Regions from separate parts of the Sus scrofa genome. Here region 1 is linked to region 2. Evidence: chromatin contacts called from public promoter capture Hi-C data. All regions are on one chromosome and are shown on one strand. The core of a region is the stretch at or near the end of the contact, and the rest is flanking DNA. Distances in the headings are between cores, read along the strand shown. Region 1 holds the start of LOC100513346 (coronin-7). Region 2 holds the start of C3H16orf71.

Region 1 (7,535 bases), core at 2,876-5,375, 260 kb after region 2:
AGCATATGGAGGTTCCCAGGCTAGGGGTCCAATCGGAGCTGTAGCCGCCAGCCTACGCCAGAGCCACAGCAACACAGGATCCGAGCCGCGTCTGCAACCTACACCATAGCTCACGGCAACACCGGATCGTTAACCCACTGAACAAGGGCAGGGATCGAACCCACAACCTCATGGTTCCCAGTCGCATTCGTTTCCGCTGCACCATGACGGGGACTCCCTAAAAATGTTTTCAATGTGTGTTTTAATAAACAACCATTTCAGGGGCAGATAACTAGATCTAAATTTGTTGTCGGCAGTGAAGCTGGGTCCAGCTTGTAAAAATTCTCATTAATGGAAACAACTGACCTGACGAAAGATTAAGTGAACATCATGTTGGAAACTTTTTGTTGTTGTTGTTTTTAGCCTTGCCCGAGGCATGCAGAAGTTCCCAGGCCAGGGATCAATCCCATGCCACAGCTGTAACCAGAGCCACAGCTGTGAAAACACCAGATCCTTAACCCACTGAGCCATGAGGGAACTCTGGAAACTTCTCTTCCTTCTTTCTTTAATTTTTGTCTTTTTAGGGGCACACCTGCAGCATATGGAGGTTCCCAGGCTAGGGGTCGAATCGGAGCTGTAGCTACCAGCCTACACCACAGCCACAGAAACGCCAGATCCAAGCCGCGTCTATAACCTACACCACAGCTTATGGCAACGCTGGATCCTTAACCCACTGAGAGAGGCCAGGGATTGCACCTGCGTCCTCATGGATGTTAGTCAGATTCATTTCCGCTGAGCCATGATGGGAACTCCTGGAAACTTCTTTTCTTTGGCATCACAGTTAAAATAAAGACACATCATCCTAAGGCTCTTCAGTTTTTTCAGGTGTGGATTTTTTGCTTTCTTCTTGCTCGTTTTTCTTTCTGCTGATGTCCCTTCCTTAAGTTACAGGAAGTGTTTCGAGTTTTCTTGAATGAGGACTTCACTATATTGGACTCCCAAATTCTTATTTGCTATTATGCTATTTAAAAATTTTTTTTTGTTTGTTTGTTTGTCTCTTTAGGGCTATACCTGCAGCAGATGGAGGTTCCCCGGCTAGGGGTCCAATTGGAGCTGTAGTGCCACTCCGCACCACAGCCACAGGAATGCCAGATCTGAGCCACGTCTGTGACCTATACCACAGCTCGCGGCAATACCGAATCCTAGACCCACTGAGCGAGGCCAGGGATCGAACCCGTGACCTCATGGTTCCTAGTCGGATTCATTTCTGCTGCGCCATGATGGGAACTCCTAATTTTAACTATTTTGGCCACACCTGAAGCATGCAGAAGTTCTGGGTCCAGGGCTCAAGCAGGGGCCACAGCACTGACCTGAGCCAAGTCAGTAAGACTGCAGGATCCTTAACCCACTGAGCCACTAGGGAACTCCTCTTGTTCATTATTAATTACCCTTGGAAATAGGACCTGAGAAATCGAAATCATCCCTCCAGGCACCAAACTAACAAGACACTCCCTTTACTGAAATTTGATCCACATTTTGATCTGACTTTCAGAGTAGAGAAGTGTCATCTTTTTTTTTTTTGGCCATGCCCTTGGCATGCGGAACTTTCCAGGCCAGGGATTGAACGAACAGCGCAGAAGTGACAATGCTGAATAACTGCCAGCCACCAGGGAACTCCGCCAGCCCCTGTGAGCTATGTGGAGATGTAGTGTTGCTGCATCCTTCCATTTTGCAAGAGATGTTGAAATCCAAACTTCCTTGAAGCTTCCCAGTTTTTCATTTTTATTTTTGTTTGCTTTTTTAGGGCTGCATCTGTGGCATATGCAGTTCCCAGGCTAGGGGTTGTATCAGAGCTACAGCTGCCAGCCTACGCCACAGCCACAGCAACACAGGATCCGAGCCGCATCTGCGACCTACACCACAGTTCACCACATGCCAGATCCTTAACCCACTGAGCAAGGCCAGGGATTGAACCTGCATCTTCATGAATATTATCCGGGCTTGTTAACTGCTGAGCCGTGAAGGGGAGCTTCCCATTTTTTTTTCTTTTTTCTTTTTAGGGCCTCACCCACAGCATATGGAGGTTCCCAGGCTGGGGGTTTAATCGGAGCTACAGCTGCCGGTCTATGCCACAGCCACAGCAACGCCAGATCCAAGCCACACCTGCGACCTACACCACAGCTCATGGCAACACTGGATCCTTAACCCACTGAGCAAGGCCAGGGATCGAACCTGCAACCTCATGGTTCTTAGTTGGATTTGTTTCCGCCGTACCACGATGGGACTCCGAAGCTTCCCAATTAAAAAAAATAATTTTTTTCCTTTTAAGGCTGCAGCTGTAGAAGTGGAAGTTCCCAGCAAAAGGGTTGAATCAGAGCTGCAGCTGATGGCCTATACCACAGCCACAGCAAGGCCTGATCCAAGCTGCACGTACAAACTATGCTACAGCTCATGGCAATGCTGGATCCTTAACCAGCTGAGCAAGGCCAGAGATCCAACCCACATCCTCATGGATACCAGTCAGGTTCTTAACCCACTGAGCCACAGTGGGAACTCCAAAGCTTTCCAATTTTTAAAACATATCTGTAGGAGTTTCTGCTGTGGCACAACAGGATCATCAGCATCTCTGCACTGTGGCAGAGTGGGTTAATGACCTGGCTTGTCTCTGTGAAGGCACCAGTTCAGTCCTAGGCCCAGAGCAGTGGGTTAAGGATCTAACATTGCAGGATCCCTGTAGGTTGCAGCTGTGGCTTGGATTTGATCCCTGGCCCAGGAACTTCCATATGCTGCAGGTGCAGCCATTAAAAAAGAAAAAAAAAAAAGTTAAAATAATTTTATGGTTTTTTTTTTTTTGGCCACAATTAGGAAAACAAACAAACAAACAGACCAAAAGCATTATCTGCAGTAATTGAACACCATAACCACCTCAAGACCACACTGATGGTGCCTTTTCCAAAGCTGCTGGAGTTCCAGTCTGAAGAGGATGCTGCACTCAGTGGCTGCCAGACTGCTTACAATTCCAAATCACAGGCCTCAGTCACCTCTGCTGACATCTCTTTTTAAACTTACAGAGATCAAAGTCGCTCTTCACTCAAATAAGTGGCCTCTGTGTCGTCCCAGTTTACCTGGAGAAAAGACCTTGCATTTTGGGGCCCATTCGCGCTCACCACCAGGCCAAACCTTCAGAATTGCCCTCTAGGTACACTGCCTGGGTTGAGGCTGTTTTCTGCAGCAAGCTGAAGAAGGTGAATTTTCACAGCAGCTGGCCATTGAGACCAATCATTTGCATTCCTCGGATCAAAGTCCCTTTTCCAGACACGCCCGAGCAGGTGTTTTCTGTCTGTTCTCAGCAGAAAGCACATTCTGGAGTCACAGAGTCAGTTTTCAAAGTGATGAGAAATGATTGTGGAACAAATGGCCCCAGGTGGAATGAACTTGCTGTCTTCTCTTCAGATTTGTCCAGGGACAAAGCAAGCAGCGCCGGTTGGGCATATCTGCTATTTAAGAGATTCTCCACAGCCCTTATCTTTCGCTCTTTCTGCTTATCTGTAATTGACTGATTTCCTGCGAGGAGGCTAGCCCCATCAAGCCCAAGGCCTGCAGCAAAGACTTGCCCTAATAAGGGGACGCTGAAGGCCCCATCCCCGCTCTCACCGAGACCGCCTGATCTAAGAGTGGGTGGTATGCGGAGCCTTTAGACTAGGCCCCACAGACAAGGATGTGCATCAGACCTGGGCTCCCCTTCGCTGCCACGTTCAAGTGTGACCTGGGCCAACGGTGCCTCTCTCCCTAAAAGCCTTCTCTGAAATGTAGCTAATTCATTTTTGCCCTCTCCTCCCTGGGAAGGGCATGCCCCGCACACACACTCGAAAGCCTCCCGGTGCAAATCGCTGCACACAAACTCACAGCTGCAGCCCCCATTCCGGTACGCCCTGCTGGGCCGGGGGCGGACAGCGCGCCGCACGTGACCTCCCCGCCCGCGCCGCAAGTCTTTGGGTACTGGGGCGTGGCCGCGGGAGGCAGCCGAGCGGCGATTGGTAGATGGGCGGGGCCTTCGGCCTGCGCGCGGAGGGAGAGAGGCTGGGGGCGTGGTCCGGCGGGCCGGAGTGGGCTGCGATTGGCCTGGGGCTCGTCCGGGCGTGGCCGCGAGCGTCTGGCTGCGGGTGGGGCCGGAGGCGGCGGGAGTCGCGGCTGCTTGCAGTGCACCTGAGAGCCTACGCCCGAGTCCTCGAAGCTGCGCCCGCCGCGGTCCTAGCAGCCATGAACCGCTTCAAGGTGTCCAAGTTTCGGCACACGGAAGCTCGGCCGCCCCGCCGGGAGGTGAGCCTGGATGCTGTCGCCCCTTGCCTGGCGGCTCCCCCTCCCCTGGCCCTGCAAGGGACCCCCGGAGCCTGCCTGACCCGGGGCGCCCCCTTCAGGCCCGGGCCAGCGTCTGGGCCGTCCGGTTGCCGCCCGGCAGTCAGAGCCTGGCGTTCTTGGGACACTCTACATTCTGAATGAGCCTCGCGGTCTGCTGGCCCGGATGCCTTGCCCCAGGGACCCCCGAGGCGGTGCAGCCCGCCTGGCGGGGCTGAGGCCTGAGGCCTACGAGGCAGCCTGCTTTCCCGGCTTCCGGTCGGCCTCGACCCGAAGCCACGGCTCCTCCTTCCTGACGCCCAGATCGCCCGTGCCCTGGGCCTGGGTGTGAGAGAGATGCCCTTTTCTGCCTTGGCCTCGGCTAGTCTGGGTGTGTCTGCTGGAGAAGGGGAGCTCCTCGGCCAGAGGCGCGCCCCTCCCTCGGGTTTCCGCCGGCGCTTCCTCGGCGCTTCCTCTCGTGGCTGGCCAGAGCTCTTCCCTTACTAGGGGTGATGCTGCCAAGGGCTGGGTGGGGCCTGGGGAAACCCCAGCAGGTGGAGCCCAGAGGAAGAGCTGAACCAGGTGGTGGTGGGCACCTCGAATCCCTAGAAGGGCAGCAAGCCTGATGAAGGACTTGCTTCAGAGATGATACCAGCCCTAGTCTGCAGTGAAACATTATTTGAAAGGACTGGGAAGAAAGGTCTTCCAATAAATGGCCAAGGAACTGACCTCTGGGGACCCCCTCTGGGGCCATCGCACATCAAAGTAGCCTGCAGCAGAAGTCTGGCTTTTATTCTCTGGGCAGTATTTCCTGGGCGCGTCCCATGTGCAGTGTCCAGCTGCTGAAACCGCAGTGGTGAACACAGCAGCATTTCCCTTCCTCTGTGGTGCTTACAGTTTCATGAGGGAGACAGCCAGCAAGCAGACAGACATGCAAGGGCGATGCAGCTTTTAATAAGTGCATTGGGGGAGTTCCCTGGTGGCTCAGCGGGTTAAGGATCCAGCATTGTCACTGCTGTGGTTCTGATTACAGCTGTGGCATAGATTTGATCCCTGGCCTGTGAACTTCTGCGTCCCATGGGTGCAACCACCAAAAAAATAAAATAAAATAAAATAAAAATTGCGCTGAAGAACACACATGAGGCTAGCCTGAAAATGGAGATGAACCTAGAGGTGGGGTTAACGTCCATCCGGTGGTTCACGAAGGCTCCTGGAAGGAAGTGACATTTAAGCTAAGGCAGGAAGGGTGAGAAGAAGCCAGCCATGGGAGGAATGGTGAGAAAGAGCCTGGTGGAGGAAGGAGAGTGGGCCAGGGTGGATGGCGTCCGCTGAGTCCATAGCGGTCGTGGTCCTGCAGAGCCGGAGGGCCACAGGAAGCTGGGGTTTATTCTGAGTGCGATGGGAAGTCATTGAAAGCTTGAAGTGGGGGGTGGTGGAGAGGTTCTGGCGTTTGCTTTAAGCCCGCCTCTCTGAGGCAGCTAAGTTCTGCTTGCAGAGGTCTGGCCCTGGGGCTTGCTCCCGGGTGGGCCTCAGTCCAGCAAGGTAAACGGACAGGCATGGAACTAAGGATTACAGGGAGAGCTTAAAATAGTTTCAATGTCAGGGAGCTGGGAGAGCAGGTGATCTGTTCTTCTTTTCAAAGAGATTTCCTTTGCCTCTGTTTGTACAGTAAACACGAAGCGGGAGGGAAGACTAACGCGGCAGGTGAACGTTGAAATAGAGACTTGGGGGCTGGGGGTGGTTTCTGGGACTCTGTAGGTGGGCGGGCTGGGAAAAGCGGGTGCTCGATTCGGAGTGGCAGGGCCGGGTGCTGCTCAGATACCAACAGAAAGCATTAGGAGAAAGGGTCCCTCTGCTCCTGCACGTGGTGCGTAGTTAACATTATTGCCTTTTCATGGGGGTGCATCGTTCACCCGTCTGTGGGACTTCATGGAAAGGCCTTTATTTTCCCTCTGAGCTTGGGCATTCTCTCCTGGGGCTGGGAGGAGACTCCGTCCCTGGCGGGGGCCTTCAACATGCAGCGGAGGAAATCAAGTCTGTCTTCTTAGGTGCTCACTTCTCCTTTCTTGGCTTCTCTCTCACTTTTGCAGAATCCCCCTCCCCCTCCCAATACCCGCACTGCCCAATTAGCTTCTTGATTTCCTTCAGCCTGAACTTCCTCTGACAGCTCCCTCCCCCTTATTATAGAACTTGCTTAATAAGCAAAGTCAAACCCTTTATGACAGGTTATTGCTTCAAGGACATTTTGTATTTTCTCAGTGATTGGGTGAGCAGGGCTAGGGTTCAAGCCAAAGGAATGCATTTCTAATGGTGTAGCTTTAAAGCCGAGTTCCCTGGATTATGCCCTGTGCTCTCCTCCCTGCTTCAGGTAGAGCCCTGGTCAGTGCATTTTTTTGTCCTTTATTTTCAGGCCTGGATCAGTGACATCCGAGCGGGAACTGCCCCCTCGTGTGGGAACCACATCAAATCCAGTTGCAGCTTGATTGCATTCATCTCTGACCGCCCAGGTAGGGAGATGCCCAAGGTTGTGGAGATCCCGACCTTGTTGCCCTAGTAGAGGTGACTAGGTCACCTCTCTTCTGGCAGGCTCATTGTAGGCCAGAGGCTCAGAAGGGGGCCTTTTGGGGCTCAGACCTGCGGAACTGGTCAGTGTGCAGTAGGCGGATGGACTTTGATTAGTGCACACGTTGTGTAAACCGTGTTGGCTGTGATCTTCAAGACTGGCCGGGAGGGGCTGTCGATGTTACTTCCAGTTGTCCCCGTATGTGACCCCCTCCTCGTCTGCGGGCAGCGGGAATCAGTAGGAACACAGGAGCTCCCAGTGTTAGTTGGGACTCTTGGTTACTTGTGATAACTCAGACCTCAAATTAACTTAAGCAGAAAATGGATTCCTTTTTGGTTTCTACAACCAACGATCCAGGGGCTTCAGGCAGAGCTGTATGGAGCTGTATCCTGACCTCTCTCCTTGCCGCTCAGCTCTGCTGCCCTTGGGTCGTGGCTTCTCTCTCAAGTGCAGCTGGGAAGGGTGGCAACTGGTGGCCTCAAGCTGACTGCTAACGGCCCACAGTGACATAAAGAGACAACTTTTTCCCCAAGTGTCTTTGCGCAGTCAGTGTCACAGGAGGCCCTAGCACGGGGCAGGAACCTAACCCTGGTCCAATCACTCTGTCCAAGAGGATGTGTCCTAGCTTAGTGGTGGCTCCGTGAAGGTCCGAGGCTGA
Region 2 (7,493 bases), core at 4,536-7,035:
CAGCTCTGCAGAGGTCCCCCGGGGGCCCTTCCTTCCAGGGAGGCCGACTCCCGGAGCCTCGGGCTATAGTCCCTCCAAGGTTCTGGGGTGGGCTCCACGTGCACCGCTGGCTGTGGGAAACAGACGAATCTGGTGAGCACCTCAAATCACCTCGGCGAGTTCTGGTGTGTGGGAAGATGTGTATAGACTGTAGAATCTGCCATCTTAGCCATTCTTTTATTTCAGGACTGCACCCGCAGCTTACGGAGGTTCCCAGGCTAGGGGTCCAGTCAGAGCTGTAGCTTCTGGCCTATGCCACAGCCACAGCCAGGGGGGGTCCAAGCCACGTCTGCGACCTACACTACAGCTCACAGCAATGCTGGATCCTTAACCCACTGAACAATGCCAGGGATCGAACCTGCATCCTTATGGATGCTAGTCAGATGTGTTAACCGCTGAGCTGTGGCGGGAACTCCCACCTTAACCATCCTTATAGGAACAGTTCAGTGGTATTGACTGTATTCACAGCCTTGTGTGATACTCATCACTGCCTGTCTCTCTTACAAAGCGTCTTCTTCACGCTGAACAGAAGCTCCCACCCCTCTCCCGGCCCCTAGTGAACGCTCATCTACTATTTGTCTCTGTGCATTTGCCTGTTCTGGATATTTCATAAAAGTGCAACCACACAGCATTGTTCCTTCCATGCCCTTCCGCTCATGTTTCCAAGGTCCCCCCATGTTGTGGCATGTGTCACAACTGCCTTCCTTTTCATGGATGCATAATATTCCTTTGTATGGATGGCCCTCATTGTGTTGATCCATTTTGTCTGTTGATGGACACTTGGGTTTTTCTCACCTTTTGGCCTTTATGCACAGGCACACAGCCCTGGCAGTTCTCCTGTTCGGGGTTATTTCAGATCTATTTCTAGGCATGGCTGAGGGAGTTGGTGAGTTCTGCCCTGGCTCTGTAAGGTGACCCTGTGTCAGAACGTGTACTTGAAACTATAGAAGCTCGGCATGTATGGGGCTCCGAGGTGGCCTCTGACAGCATCAGGCCCCTCATTAAAACGCCTGCCCGAGAGGCTCACTGCTGCCGTGAGAATTTACTCTGTTTTTGGCAACTCCCAATGAGAAGCCCCTGACCTCCCTTTCTTAGGCCATTTACTAGAAAGGGCTTATAATTCTGAATATGTGCCTATTAGACCCCAGAAGCATCTCTCACAGACCTGAGAGCTGGGCCTTTGAAATGTACTCATCGGGAGCGACCAGGGCCTCTGCCTCCCTTCTCTGTGGGAGGATAGACTCCAGCTTCCACACCTGCCAGCGAGTAGTCACACCTGGGAATCGCCTCTTCCCTGACACCTGCGGTTTGTGGTTTCTCACTTTTATGCCTCTACGGAGCCCCCCTCGCCCCCTCCCTCACTCTCCCTTTGAACACCCCGTCACCCTCTGCACATCAGATGGAGCTCAGCTCTGCCCTGCTGTCCGTGGTTACCCAATAAAATCACCTTCCACTGCTTTAACTAACCCATTCCCCTAGTCACTGAGTGATAACGAGTCATAATGTTTATAATTGGGCTAGGTTTCTTCTGGAGCCAAGACACATCAAGAGCCCAGCAGACATGTGAGAGGCTTGCCAGTGATGAAACGCCATTGATGGGTTCTGGTCATAGAGCCAGCAGGTGACTTTAAGCATCAAACCGTTAATTTTACTTTTTTTTTTTTTTTTGGTCTTTTTAGGGCCACACACACGGCACATGGAGGTTCCCAGGCTAGGGGTCAAATCAGAGTTGTAGTCACCTGCCTACACCACAGCCACAGCAACGCCAGATCTGAGTCGTGTCTGCGACCCACACCACAGCTCACGGCAATGCTGGATCCTTAACTCATTGAGCAAGGCCAGGGATTGGACCTGCGTCCTCATGACTACCAGTCATGTTTGTTTCCTCTGAGCCATGACGGGAACTCCATGCCATTAATTTTATTAAAAATTTTTTTTTTTTTTTTTTTTGCTTTTTAGGGCCACACCTGCGGCATATGGAGGTTCCCATGCTAGGGGTCTAATTGGAGCTACAGCTGCTGGCTTACACCATAGCCACCAGCAACTCGGGATCCAAGCTGTGTCTGCAGCCTACACCATGGCTCACATCAACGCCAGATCCTTAACCCGCTGAGCGATGCCAAGGATTGAACCCTCAACTCATGGTTCCTAGTCAGATTTGTTTCTGCTGTGCCACAATGGGAACTCCCCCATGCCATTAATTTTAGATAAGAGCTCTTGGTCTTACCTGGTGCCCTGGGAAATAGGGAGACAAGAAGATGGAAAATTCACTCCATCTGGCACTGACTGCAGCTACAATGCACAGAGTTTTCTGTTTCTTGAGTTCATCTCACCTCCCTAGCCAGGGACACTGCTCATCTCTGAATCCCCACTGTTGCCCTGATACAATCAACAGGTATTTAGGGAGCTCAGGATCTTAGGAGGATCCTGAAGCTAGCTGGGTTAAGGGAGGTGTTTATGCCAACAAATTGTGACAGTGGTCAGACAGCCCAGGTAGAAACTAGGACAGCTGGTAGGAGTGAGTGAGTGTGTGTGTTTGTGTGTATGGAGGGACCACCAAGGCGAAGAGTAGGTGGCAAAACAGGATAGAAATCAAGGCCTCACCCCAGCCTATGAGAGTGTGCTGTGTACAAGGTCATTAGATGCTTGGTGTCCGAACTCCTTGGGCTGTGCCTAGAAAAAGGCCTGGGCGTGCAGAGATGCGAGACCTCTTTAGACCCACAGTGCTGTCTGAGCATCATGGACACCCACACCCTATTCTGCTGGAAGGGTCCTGGCTTCAAGGACCCCTGGAGCCCGCATTGCACAGACCTCAGGAGGAAACCCAGAGGGAGTGACCCAGGGCCCAGCACAGTCTTCAGCCAGTTCCTCTGACAAGTCTGGAATCAGGGTGGTTTGATCTCGCTGGAAGATGAACAGCTCCTCTTCCTCGCAGTCTGACTGTGGACAAATGAGAGGGCTTTGGATTACATGGCAGCGGCAGCGCAGCAGACAGAGCCAGGAGGGCCTCGGCTTCCCCGCACCCCCACCACCCTGCCCTGCAGCTGGGGAGACCAGTTTTCTTCCAAAGGGCCTTGCTTTGGCTGGTTCCTGCCGCTGACTTAGGATGAGGCTCAGCAGCACCATCTGGTGGAGGTGAGACCCAGGGGTCCCCGTTCTGCACATACCTGTCACCCCTAAGACCTAGGGGACAACAGTTGCTTAGTTTATGCCTGGCACTGAATGAGCAGGGCAGTGAGGATGACTGAAAGAGCAGACTCTTCCCATCCCCTCCTACGACAGGGAGCCCTGGGGCTTTACTTATGTGACATTGAGCCAACAAGCTCCAAAGCTGTCCTTGGTCAGCCTGGACAGTGCAGTGGGGGCCTAGGAAGACCTAGGAAGAAGGCAGTTGCCTACCAAGGATGAATCAGAGTCCAGAGACGGGAGCTGCTCCCTGACGGCCTCCAGGATGGCATCCCAGGGGGAGGGCGATAGGGGTCCCACGTCTTTGTTGTGGAATGCCATGGGGGCCGGGCCCATGGGATGCTTCGCAGCACGCTGTCATCCAAGGAGCCTTCCGTAGGACAAGGGAATGAGGCGAGAGGACAAAGTGTCAAAAGCTCAGGGGGCTGCCTTTTCAAAGCATATGCCACCCCTCGGGGGATGAAAACAGGTTGGCAGACCTCCCACCCCATCTCCTTTCTGGTCTGCAGGTTTCTGTTGCTGAGTGCCAGGCACTGTGCCTGCCATGCTTTGTGAGTGCATGTGTGTGTGTAGTGTAGTATGGCACCTGCAGATGTATATGATGATGTGTGATAATATATAGATATATGCATTGATGTGTAATGATATGTAATATGTACTTGATATGTAGATATATGGACATGATATACAGAATGATACATGTGATGATGTATAGATATGTGTAAACTATATATATCCCATATAACAAAGACACTATTATTGTCTACATTTTATAGGCTCAGAGAGGTTATATTATTAGTAAAAGCAAAAACAGAATTTGTGGAGTTCCTATTGTGGCTAAGCGTGTTAAGAACCTGAGTAGTATCCATGAACCTCACTCGGTTAAAGATCTGGTGTTGCCGTGAGCTATAGGTCGCAGATGCAGCTCAGATCCCACACTGTTGTGGCTGTGGTGTAAACCAGAAGCTGTATCTCTGATTCAACCCCTACCTAGCCTGGGAACCTCCATATGCTGCAGCTGTGGCCCTAAAAACAGAATTTGTATCCAAGTCAGAGGGTATTTCAAGCTCAACCGCCCTTTACTGCTGCCTTACAAAGGAACAGACTAGAGACACTTTGGAGTCCCCAAGACACTTTTTGGGGGGGGGGAGTTGACACTCAGTTTAACTCCTTATACAACCCCCCCTTTTTCTTTAATCCCAGAGTCTAACAGGAGAAGGCCCAGTCTCTCAGGATCAAGGGGGCTTTGAGATGTGGCTTGATGGTTCTTCAGAGCCAGCGTCTGGAGAGTACTTGCAGCCTGAGAGGCCTCTGTAACTATGCAGTGGGAAAAGAACACTCCTGCCCCAGCAATGGCCCCCAACAGGGAAGAAGCAGGAGAGGTGAGTGGGGGTGTCTTGCTCTTTCTGCGTTCACAGGAGCGGGGGCAGGAGCTTGGTGCACTCTGACCTGGGAAGAGCAGAGTGAGGATGCATCTGGTAGATAGATCACGGGGTGTTCTCTGGCTGGGGGAGCAGATCAGAGGGCAACAAAATCACCTGGGTGAGAGGGACTACCAGAGGTGACTACTACTGCTGTTCCCCAGGAGGATAAAGCACTAGGGGAGGAAAAGGCATTGCAGCCTGCGGGAAGAGCAGGTAAGAGCTCAGAGGAGTGAAAATTGCCAACAAGTTGGGGGAGGAAGGTTTCAGTTACTGGAAAATGACGTGCAAACGGACCAGATCGGAAGGGTCCTGAACGCCAGGGGGAGGAGCTCCGCTCACCCAGCTGGTAAGGATTACGTCAAAACACTACGCGAAATAGCAGATCCAGTCCGGGGGAATCCTGACTGCCTCTGCGTCCGTTTCTTGGCGGCGGCCCGTTAGCCCCGCCCCAAACCCCACCCCTTCCCACTGCCTGGGGCTAGTTGTTATGACAACTAGACGCCAACGTCCTCCTAGGTCGGGTTTTTAAATTTTATTTTTTTTTATTTTTTTAATTTTTTTGGTCTTTGTGCTATTTCGTGGGCCACTCTCGCGGCATATGGAGGTTCCCAGGCTAGGGGTCGAATCGGAGCTATAGCTGCCAGCCTACGCCAGAGCCACAGCAACGCAGGATCCGAGCCGTGTCTGCGACCTACACCACAGCTCACGGCAACGCCAGATCGTTAACCCACTGAGCAAGGGCAGGGATCGAACCCGCAACCTCATGGTTCCTAGTCGGATTCGTTAACCACTGCGCCACGACGGGAACTCCGAGTTTTTAAATTTTAAAGCTCGGAAACCTGAAAACCTTTCTCGCGTCCTCCCACCGACTCCCAGCCCCTCTTTCTCGCCCGCTCCGTCCAACTCTCAACATTTATCTCTGCAGCTGCGGTAGGCCCGAGGCCACTCACCACCGACCTAAGCCTCAGCCTCCCCTCCCAGCGCAGTCGCAACAGGGCTATAAACAGCCTCGATCGCAGCCCTCCTGTCTTATTCTCCCCCTCGGATCGCAGGGCAATTACAGGGGCTTTCGCCGCCTTCGTATCTCCGCTCAGCAGTCTTACGTTACTGGACTGCCAACCGTTTCCCAACCTCCCCCGCTCCTCCTCCGGGACTTGGCGCGTCCTGCCTATCCTGAAACAAGATTGGTTCTCCTGGCCAGTGGGGGGGCGGGGCAAGGCTACTCCCCCCTGATCATTGGCTGCCCCTGGCGTCACACAATGAGCTGGGCGAGCTGACCGGAAGGTCCGGGAGCGGGAATGACGAACTCCACAGCCCCTGGAACTCCCCCGCAGACCCGCGAGCGTCCCGGCGTGCTCCGCGCCTCCCGCAACCACTTCCGGGGCGGGAGCAGGGCGGCGGGATTTGGAGGCTGTGGCGGCGGCCCGCGTGGAGGGTTCCTCCGGCGGGCGCAGCTGGGGAAGCGCCGCGGCGAGCGGACGCGGGTTGGCGGCAGCCCCAGGACGGCCCAGGGCCCGAGGCCCAGAGCAGGTAGGTTCCGCGGCGGCCCTGCCCTGCCTGGTGCCCGCACCTGCTGCCCACCCGCGGGGCGTCCCAGCGGTGTGGCTGGCTCGCTGCAGGAGTTTCAGACTCTGAGCTTCCGCTTTGCAGCTGGAGAACGGGGAGGATAAAGCCAAGTGCCGAGTAGGGTTTCTGGGAGGAGGCGCCAAGGGATGTCAGTGCTGTAGATGCTCCGGTTATTCCCTAGGTTCCTTCCCCAGGGTCTGAGAACGAGATTGGATACCCGGCCCCGCGGAGGACCTATGCCCCGGGGCGGGACCGGGTGCCCTCGGGCTTTTCCAGAACTCCTCCCTGCGAGCGTGACAGTTATCACCAGCGTCATTTTGTTGTTGATTTTTTTTGCTTATTTCAGAAGTAACGGATATTGGAGTTCCCGCTGTGGCGCAGTGCGTTGAAGGATCCCGCGTTGCCACAGCTGCGTCTGGGATTCAGTCACTGGGCCGGGAACGTCCATATGCCGCAGGTGCGGCCGTAAAATTAAAAACAAACAAACAAACATAATTTAGCATTTTGCAGGATGGATAGGACACAAAGGTAGAACGAGAATTAAAATGTAGTATTTACAGTGCTACTTCCTTCAAATTAGTTTTGGAAGCGATGTGTAGATTTTCTTCAAGTATACCGTGGTACATGCTTGAATATAATTTTGTTCATAACCAATACCCCATCATTGTAGAGCAGCTGGCGTGTGGCAGGGTGAGAAAGGAAGTAGTAGTAGCTTTATGCTCTCTTAGCCTCCCAGTTCTCCCTCCTCGGGCTCCTTGAGTGGGGGTCTGGTTCTCATTGCCTCTTAGCGATGGGAAAGGTGTCAGACAGGTGAGTCTCCAATAAAACCTGGGTCTCACCCTGGAAGGCGTATGCAGAGTAGAAGAGACACACCCAAAGAAGGTTTGAGGGATCCAGTGAAAGGAGAACTGAACTGATGCTCAGCTTTGGATCCTTATCCAGGCTCTGTGGCCAGGACTGTTCAGGTTGGGGGTTCCCACCTGCAGAGCGAGAGAGCTGGTTGCTCTCTCGCCCACCGGTGTGGTGTGGAGGATCCAGGAAGCAGGCTTTGCTCTGAACTTGATTACACATACTCTGGCCAAGGGCTGCCGGACTGTTCCCCTAGCTGGTGGCTTGTTTGTTATTTGGCCATCTTGGCTGTCCCCTCGTGCTTGGAAGCATTCTTTAGTAGTGACAGAGGTGCTCATGGCGCCTGTGCACCTGTACTTTCGGGTCCCCTGAACTGGAAGGGGTTTTCTTTTTTTTCCTTCTCTTCCTTTTCCACACTTTTGTCCTTGT

Evidence for each region. Promoter capture Hi-C pulls out the DNA fragments that hold promoters and counts their contacts.
Region 1: a contact with region 2 is called in a promoter capture Hi-C map of liver, with 2.6 times the contacts expected there. The contact joins the promoter of LOC100513346 here to the promoter of C3H16orf71 in region 2.

The regions. Positions count from the first base shown.
Region 1 is chr3:37,923,977-37,931,511 of Sscrofa11.1, forward strand. LOC100513346 (coronin-7) reads left to right here and starts at 4,126. Exons shown (of 31, transcript XM_021086695.1): 1 at 4,126-4,299; 2 at 6,725-6,821. The coding sequence starts at 4,240.
Region 2 is chr3:37,659,712-37,667,204 of Sscrofa11.1, forward strand. It overlaps C3H16orf71, which reads right to left and starts at 5,786. Exons shown (of 10, transcript XM_013995684.2): 1 at 5,711-5,786; 2 at 3,439-3,595; 3 at 2,851-2,979; 4 at 1-110. The coding sequence starts at 3,561. It overlaps ANKS3 (ankyrin repeat and SAM domain-containing protein 3), which reads left to right and starts at 4,471. Exons shown (of 17, transcript XM_021086672.1): 1 at 4,471-4,607. The coding sequence starts at 4,545.